Regions from separate parts of the Anas platyrhynchos genome. Here region 2 is linked to region 1. The links are chromatin contacts, called in public Hi-C maps. All regions are on one chromosome and are shown on one strand. Each heading gives the region's core, a stretch centred on a gene start, on an enhancer-like site or on the middle of the called end of the contact. The rest is flanking DNA. Distances are from core to core; before and after follow the strand shown. Region 1 has its middle 10 kb from the start of LDLRAD4. Region 2 overlaps LDLRAD4 (low density lipoprotein receptor class A domain containing 4).

Region 1 (3,839 bases), core at 782-3,281:
TCACAAGCAGCTTGAAGAAGGACAAACCACGCTCTAATGCACAGATCTGGATGACTGTATTAACAGGAATTCCTCCAATAACTTGCTGCCTCTTATCTCAGATACTTCCTTAGCTACTCACTTATTTATAAGCAGGCTACCTACAGATCTTTAACATACCTTACAGACTCCAAGAACAGAGCCCAAAATAAAAAGTCATTAAAATTAATCTTTCACAGTTATTTTAGCATCAGCATAACAAGTTGAGAGAATGTGGAATACATAAAAATGATGGATTTTTACATCTTTTTCCTTTAACACACTATTCATTTGGCTGGCACCTTCAGCACTCTTCACTGACAGTTGAACCACTTTAAACAAGACACTACTAGAAAAATATATTCAAAAACTGTTGAGAAAAATGTTTCTACATTTCAAAATTTTAACTCCAAAGCTTGTGTATATCATCGTTATAGATACAATCCTACCAGGTTATTCACATATTTCTCTAGTGAATGTTAAAGCACGAAGATGTGCCCTGTCATGTTGTGAAAATGATACCCTGATTCATATGTTTAATGCAATGAGATGCACGAAAAAAAGAAACACTGTATTTTGTTCTCAAGCCTATGAAGTGAAAGAGTATTTTACTACATTCAAAGACAGTTTTCTGCAACTGATTAGAAACCCTATGCATTCATTATGCACTGTATAATACAGACTTTCATGAATAAAAAATGAATAAAAAAAGTTTTCCTAGGTTAGGAGACGATTTACTAAAGTTTTGTGCTTTTGCTTTTTGTTCTTTAATGTTAAGTGAAAAGATGGATTGTAACCTTAACATTGAAGAACTCCTGATGCAGATCAATGCACCTTCAGAAATTCTTCTGATACAATATAATTTGCAGAAATATGTGCCAATCTACATCGTGGCATTAACATCTTACTTGCATTTCTTTTCCATTTTTGCATCTTATCTTTTCTATGGTAGTTTTCCCCCTCACTGCACTGAAGGGAGACTGCCCAAAGAATGAATCAGGAATACGTAGGGGAGGATGTTCCATTTAATGAAGCTCTACCTCAGTTGTGCAGGGTAACATCTTGCTTTTGCTCACTCATATTCACTAGACTGCACTCTACAGTAGAAATTCATGAACAAATTGTCACAAGCAAGGATATCAAATCTACATCAAATCAGTAAATTTGCAGTAATTTCTATAAAATGTAAGCTCTGCCTTAACGACACATGCAAAAGAAGTTGGTCTTTAACCAGGAAAATAACTGACTTCAACTAATCTCTTACTGACCTGACAATAACAATTTGCATCCAGGCAGTTAATGTAAAAACAGCCAATGCATGATAAGTTGCTTAGAATTAGGAGACAGAGCAGGTTATTCGTGCACATATACTCTCAATATACATGCACCTACATTATGTCAGACAGTCTGGCAGCATTTTTATAAAACATAGCCACACCTATATCTTATGCCAATCTAAGTTATAACGTTGCCAGAAAATTTCACTTCTGCAAGCTATGTCTTTCTGGCAAGACAACAAAGATGCGAAATAATCTCTTTGTTCCTCAAACTTGAGACTTTTCACCAGCGTGCATAGATGGGCAAATAAATGTGCTTATGGTTTACTTCTAGCTATGCCATCCACAGCTTTTTAGCACATAACCATCCCAAACTGTATTGCTTCAAAACTAGACAATTATCACACAATGAAGGCTGTTCCTCCCCATGGGTATTGGAATATCTTCTCACTGTTTATTTTTGTTCGAGCATTGTTTTTGCAGTGATATTTGCAACAACTTGAACAACAACTTGAATTACACCACATGCAGCGAGGCCCTGCAGAGACCTCAGAGCCTCGCCAGGGGAACAGGCAAACTGTTATCTCCTACTCCTTTCTCCCTCCAAATATCTGCCCTTCTGCTGGGGGCAAGGCAGCAGAGCAAAGAAGATATTGTTCTGTTCAACACCATTCCTGGCACCGCATCCCAACAGCAACGTGGAGATCTTGGCGAGGAACGGCACAGCTTGGAGTGCTTTAGCAGTTGCATGGGGCATTCAGCCAGAGGCTGCACAGCTGCTGCTGGAAGAGACTCCAGGCTACCCTCTCGCCTCCTGGGCCTCCCTGCTCTCACAGATCTCTCGCTGATACTGTGAAGGTTGTAACAATATCGGGCAGACTCCTCTCCATCCACAAACCTCCCTATTAACCAGTATAGACTTTACCTGGTAGTTAACTGGGACAATCCAGGCACAGGCTCAGTTCATTTAAAGAAGCCTCAGGGAACTTCAGAATCCCTCCCACCTGCCACTAAAAATAAAAAACAAAAATGGTTTGGAGTCAATATAGCTGTAACTTGTCTGTTCTCACATAAAGTTACAAGAGCAGAGGAAGTTATTTGTAAGTGATCAGTCTCAGCTTTGTACCGGGCAGATACAATTTTATAAGAAATCCAGATGTCATTCAGAACAGTGTCAAAAGTCAAACTAAAATTAGTACCCACTGGAAGTCTTTTTTAAAGAAAAAGAAAATTCTCTCTGCAGCTTGACAAAGGAACAGCAAATACATCTCAAAATCCCCTATTTCTCTTAGCAATGTCATTGGGTTTTCCCTCATACAAATATAAGATCCTAAAGAATCAAGAGTGGGTAATTTGTCCATGTTTCTGTTTGGATATGGCTCATGACCCATGATCAGTTTATGCATCCCAGTAGTTCCCTCAGAGTACAGAGCTGTCCACCACTATAGCTTGATTTACATGCACAGTATCTACCTACAGGAAAAATCCTTATACACTGCAAGAGACCAAGACAGGTTTTCTACATTTAACAAACCAAATAAGATTACTTTCAACAGTCTTAGGCAATATTGTAACTGCCTGCACACTGTGAGTTGGTGAAAGAAGGATAAAACAAAACTTTGCTTAATTTGTTCTGGGACAGAGACCCCAGTCATCTACCTACCACTCTGTAAAGCGAGTTCACCTTCCAGCCATGCTGTGCCTACCCAAACTGTAGCACTCACCCCCTTCCACTGAATAAAATAGTGCTTTATTTGCAATGATTTAAATAAAGCTCTCTTTGTCCATGAAAGATCACTGTTCTTTTCAGCAAAAGGCATGATCTCACCATTCTGATATAATTGTCCCATTAACTGCGTGAAAGAAACTTTACATTGCCACAGCTGACACAAAGCACTCTAGAAGGTGAATCTGGAAGTGCAGAGGGATGTTTACAGTTCACCTCATTGACAGCACGGGCCACCTAGCAATTCCCTAAGAATGAGAAGGAAAGGAAAATCGGCACGGGGTTAGGCTGACATCAAGATGCCATTCAGGGTATCCAGCCCCCAAAATACCTCATCCCCATAGTAAGTCTTTTAAGATCAGTTGGTCCCCAGATGCCTTGCAAAATTCCATCTCAGAAGGGGATTAAAGCTGTCATTTGACCAAGAACCCGCCGTTGCCCCTTCAGGAGCACCTGTTTATTTTCAAGGCTAGAATATATATTTGCTGCTCCGTGGTCTTCTGTAAGTCCTACAGAGACTGCATGTAGTTTTCAGTCCAACTGTATGTTTTTGATTAAAAACTTCAGATTTCTAAGTCACACCAAGGCCAATTTCAGAAAGAAAACGCTCATATTATTAGAGTTGGTCTCTCTCGTTTAAGAAAGCATCATGGTCATACAATAAATAAATCTACTGTGAATAGATCTTACTACACCACATTTTTGAGCTAGTGACTTTCTTCCAAAGTCACCCTTCCTTCCAGAGGTCTAAACAAAGAACTGAATAAGAGATAATCAGATACAATAGATGTATGAAAGAAAAACCCCTTCCTTCAGAT
Region 2 (4,204 bases), core at 912-3,411, 280 kb before region 1:
TCAGGTAAGAATGCATGCTCAGTTAGAAAAACTCCTCAGGCTGTAATGAAGCAAGAACAATCCCTACAATCACAAATTTGCTTATTTACTGACTCCCTTAAGGAGTGGCTTTGTGGTTTTTTTTTCCACTTTTTAGTTTTTAACAACTAGAGCTCTGCCTGAAATGGTACTTCCTGGGAAACAAAAGTCAGGTCTTCACTCTCTGAAATGCATTTATGGGTATTAAGAGGGTCACTCTCTTCCCCCTAACTAAACTCAAATTTTACGTATATAATTTTACACTTATATATATAAAATAATACCCCTATCTCTTTTTTTTTTTTTTTTTGCAGGTGAAGTGTTTCAAGTGGCAGTGTAGTTTCCGATGTTGGCCCTAGGTGGCAGTGACATATTACAGCACATTTCATCAGTGCCCTACTCCAAGAACACCCACAGGCCCGTTCCTCCCTGCCCTGCCCCTTCTCAGTTGATGCAGAGCATCCCAGCTCTGCAGTTCACAAAGCTCTCCCTCCCAGACATGAGGGGGGAGAAGCTACTGCCTTGTCCCTAGCAGAACGACACGAGCAAGGCCTCTCCTTCCTTTATAAGTTTTTTTTTTTTTTTTCCCCCAAGGGCAGGAAAGGTTACAGCACCTTGCAGAATAAATGGCACAGCACCAACAAGAAGTTCACGAGAGGTAATTACGGAGTCAGAACTCTCACTCTTACTCTGCCTCCTGACACTTCCAGCGGTTATTTCTGTTACTTGATGCTTTAAAGTCCTTATTTCCCCAACCCCACAGCACTTTGCCACGCGAAATAATCTTCATTTCATGGCAGCGAAGGAAATAGACGTGATTATGCGTCCTCCTTGATTTGGAGATGAAGCAAGCTGCCCAAAGGTGCCACAACGAGTCAGTAGCCACCAGGAGCTGGTGCTCCTCGCTTCTAGCCCTACCTGCAGACCTCCTAGATGCTGTCTCCCCCAGACCTGAATTTCTGCTGGTATTACACCCGTGGTGAAACGCTGCCAAACGCACGCTGTGTGTTTTAAGGGTTTGTATGTTTTAAGAGCCACACCAGGAGGCGGGGGGCTTGCCCTGGGAGGTGAAGCAGCCTCCTCAGCAGCACCACGACAGGAAAACCCAGTATTTCTGTGCCCTCAGGGTTTAAGGCCTCAGCACACTAATCATGGTAATAAAGACCCCAGAAGGGATAAAAAGGAGGGGAAAACAGAAAAGAAAAACCAAAAATTTAGAATGGAAATGATGGGCACGCAGAAAAGCACGGTTACAGAACAAGGATGCAACAGCATGAAGTCGTTGAAGACCAACTCGCAGATTTTCTGGGATCAGAAAATCTTTTCTGCCCTTCAAGTGTTGCTCACACTTGGGATTCTGGTGATGTTTCATCTTCTTTTAATACTCTGATTTCTGGACAATGAGAATTTCAACCTCTAGTCTTTTTTTTTTTTTTTTTTTTTTAATAAAAAAAAAAAGTTCAGCCAGACAAAGAAGAAACACACAAGCATGTAAACACACATTGCATTTCGTTATTTCAGAGGCCTGACCCCACAAGTTTTACAGGTGTGAGGCTGTAAATAAATATTTAATATTTAATATTCTGCCTCTTATAAAAAGAAGCAGAATAAGGGAGATTGGCAGTGGGCGAGCTGGTGTTCAGGGCAGCTGCAGCTCAGCTGTTGGAGGGCACCCTCATCCAGAAACAGGACGGGCCTGAGGAAAAGGCACAGAGCTGAACGTAGCACAGGCATGGAGAGGGACAAACAAACAAAAAAAGAAACAAACAACCAAAAAAGGCCCATCTGAGTAAGAAAGGGCAGATCCTGTCTCTCGCTACACCTCTGCAACCTCGGTCAGGTGGGGGTGGTTTCTCTTCACAGTTCCCTGCAGGAACCAGCCAGTTCATTTACTGGTTTGGTTTACAAAATACTGCGGAACTTCCCCTGTTTTCGCTCACCGTTTCTCTGCCGACAAAAGGCCTGAGTCAGAATGACATTCTCTCTACGCATTAGTGGTTAATACACATTTAAATCCATTTTCAGAGCCTGCACGCCACAAGAAGCCTGTTCCCTTGGAAGAAAACCCACTTCCCATCAGCACACAGACCGAGCCTGCCTGGTTAAAAGGCAGATGTATTTCACAAGGCACAATCCACCCTGTGCCTCGCAGCACGCGCTGCCTGTTCACCTTCTGCAATCCACTCCGCTTGGGACAGCGAGACGGGACTGGTCATTTCCAGTTTCACATCACCAAAAAAGCCACGTCCGTTCCCTGCTCCTCACGCCCCACGCGCTGCTTCTACGGCTTGTGCTGCAAACAGAGCGCGGCTGGTTTCCACCAGCATTTCCTTCTGATGCTTAAGACAAAGGAAAATTCAAAAATAGTCGATGTCTGACCTCAGAGACTGCCACAGGGCTCTGCCCCGCGCATCTGACCTTTTTTTAAGAATGGCTTCGGCTTATCAGAAACCAAGATGAGTAACAGCGATGACAAACCCACACCAGACAGTTTTCGGAAGAATTAGTAACCACTTCTTGCCAACCAATTACCAATTCCTACGAAGCCCTCACTCAACTATGATTATCAGTACTTACAAGGTTGCCATCAAACCGAAACTGGGTCAGTGTTTTAAAAATGATTTAAGAGCAGTTTTGGATACTACAGCAGGGCTCCGAGTCCCCAGTGTCAAATCCGACATCCTTATTTGCAGGAAGATGGTGTTTCCTCCCTGGCTTCCAAGAGAGAAGGCACCACTCGCTCTAATAACAGACAATACTAACGAACCATGCGCAGGAAATAATGGGTTTCTTCATGCATTTGACAGCTCGCTGCCATTTTAAAAGATTTGTGAAGATGAAAATGCGTTGCCTTTATCTCAAATCATGTCATTTGAGCTCCTCGTAGCAATTATAGTTAACACTTTTCAGACAGAAGCGTGGTTCTTAAATTAGTGTGTCCATTTCAAAAATTTTCAAAAAAAACCTCTCAAATTAATCTAGGCAGTGTTTCCAGCCCAGAAGTCCACAAGGTTACGGTTTCACAAGCTGTAGTTTCATCTGTAACTAAGTTAGAGCTCCTGGTTATCAGAACGATGGGCACCAGGGCTGCCTCCTCTCGAGGAGATGGCTCCTCTCTTTCCTGCACAGCCTCCAAGGTGTAAGAGTCACCTCAGCAAAAACGTGTTAAAAAGCAACTGGTTTTCAGCCAGATTAGCTCCCTGAAGCACCTCATCACACCCCTGTGATACGGAGCACAAAGAAGGAGCTTGAAACACACAACCAGGACGGAAAGAAGGGTGAGACAAAGCTGCACCCAGCACATCCCACCCAGCAAACTTCTGGCTCCCGAGGCAAGTCACGAGCCCCCTTACTGCTGGGTCAACTTGGGACAGCCTTGGAAAAGCTGGATGGAGATTCAGCCTTCAGCCTCTGGCTCTCTAACAAGACATCTTAGCCACTCCAGGCCCCTGAGAAGGATCACTTTCCTCGTATTTTCTTGCTGCTCGAATGAAACATAAACACGACGTTCTCCTGGGCACCTACTGGTCTAGTGTTTTGGATCCAGCAAACTGTCACTGCAGCTTCACAAAGCAGTAACAGCGGTAAAACTCCAAGATATTAGTAAGTATCTAAAAAGTCACAACACAAATGTCAATTCTTCATACCCCAGGTGATCTCCATTTACTCTCCTTCCATTTCCCCTCACACCACAGCAGCAGCAGCTGAACACCTGAACACCTGAACTTCCAAACACAAGATGAAACACGCTACGTAGGGCATAGCAGGGTCTAAGAATACTCAGAGGCAGTCAATTTTAAATTTCCATTCTCATTTTTTGCCACTGACAAATCCAAGGGCAGCAACAGAGCTAACTCTAGGAAGTACTGAAACTAACATTGGAAGTTTTTCAAAGAGTTGTGCTATCAGAGCCTCTCTGCAGGCTCGGGTGCAGACAAGTACAACACGAGGAAAAGGGATTTGGTGGAAGGGTTCGTTCATACTCACCGTCTGCAGAGTTTCTTCCTGTCTTCTGCTCTGGCTCTGCCGGTTGATGAAAGAGCGTGTCGAGAGTTTGTAATGGTTCAACAAGCAGATGATCACTACCACCATAACAGTTATAACCACAATTATAATGATGATCTGAACAAACTCCAGTTCAGCTAAAACAAAGAAGAGAAAAAGAAAGAAAAAAGTCAGTCATAAT

The links. A called contact is a pair of places that touch in the nucleus more often than the background predicts.
Region 2: a contact with region 1 is called in a Hi-C map of liver, with 2.7 times the contacts expected there. The contact joins two enhancer-like sites. A contact is called at or near these places in 2 of 8 Hi-C or Micro-C datasets (liver and subcutaneous adipose tissue).

The regions. Positions count from the first base shown.
Region 1 is chr2:55,370,988-55,374,826 of IASCAAS_PekinDuck_T2T, reverse strand. No RefSeq gene overlaps it. Among named protein-coding and RNA genes, the nearest start is that of LDLRAD4, 10 kb to the left of the region's middle. Within about 2 kb of position 2,031, at least 1 of the 8 cell types and tissues checked has an H3K27ac peak or open chromatin away from gene starts, as enhancers often do.
Region 2 is chr2:55,647,293-55,651,496 of IASCAAS_PekinDuck_T2T, reverse strand. LDLRAD4 (low density lipoprotein receptor class A domain containing 4) reads right to left here. Exons shown (of 7, transcript XM_027451928.3): 5 at 4,006-4,160. Among named protein-coding and RNA genes, the nearest start is that of RNMT, 44 kb to the left of the region's middle. Within about 2 kb of position 2,161, at least 1 of the 8 cell types and tissues checked has an H3K27ac peak or open chromatin away from gene starts, as enhancers often do.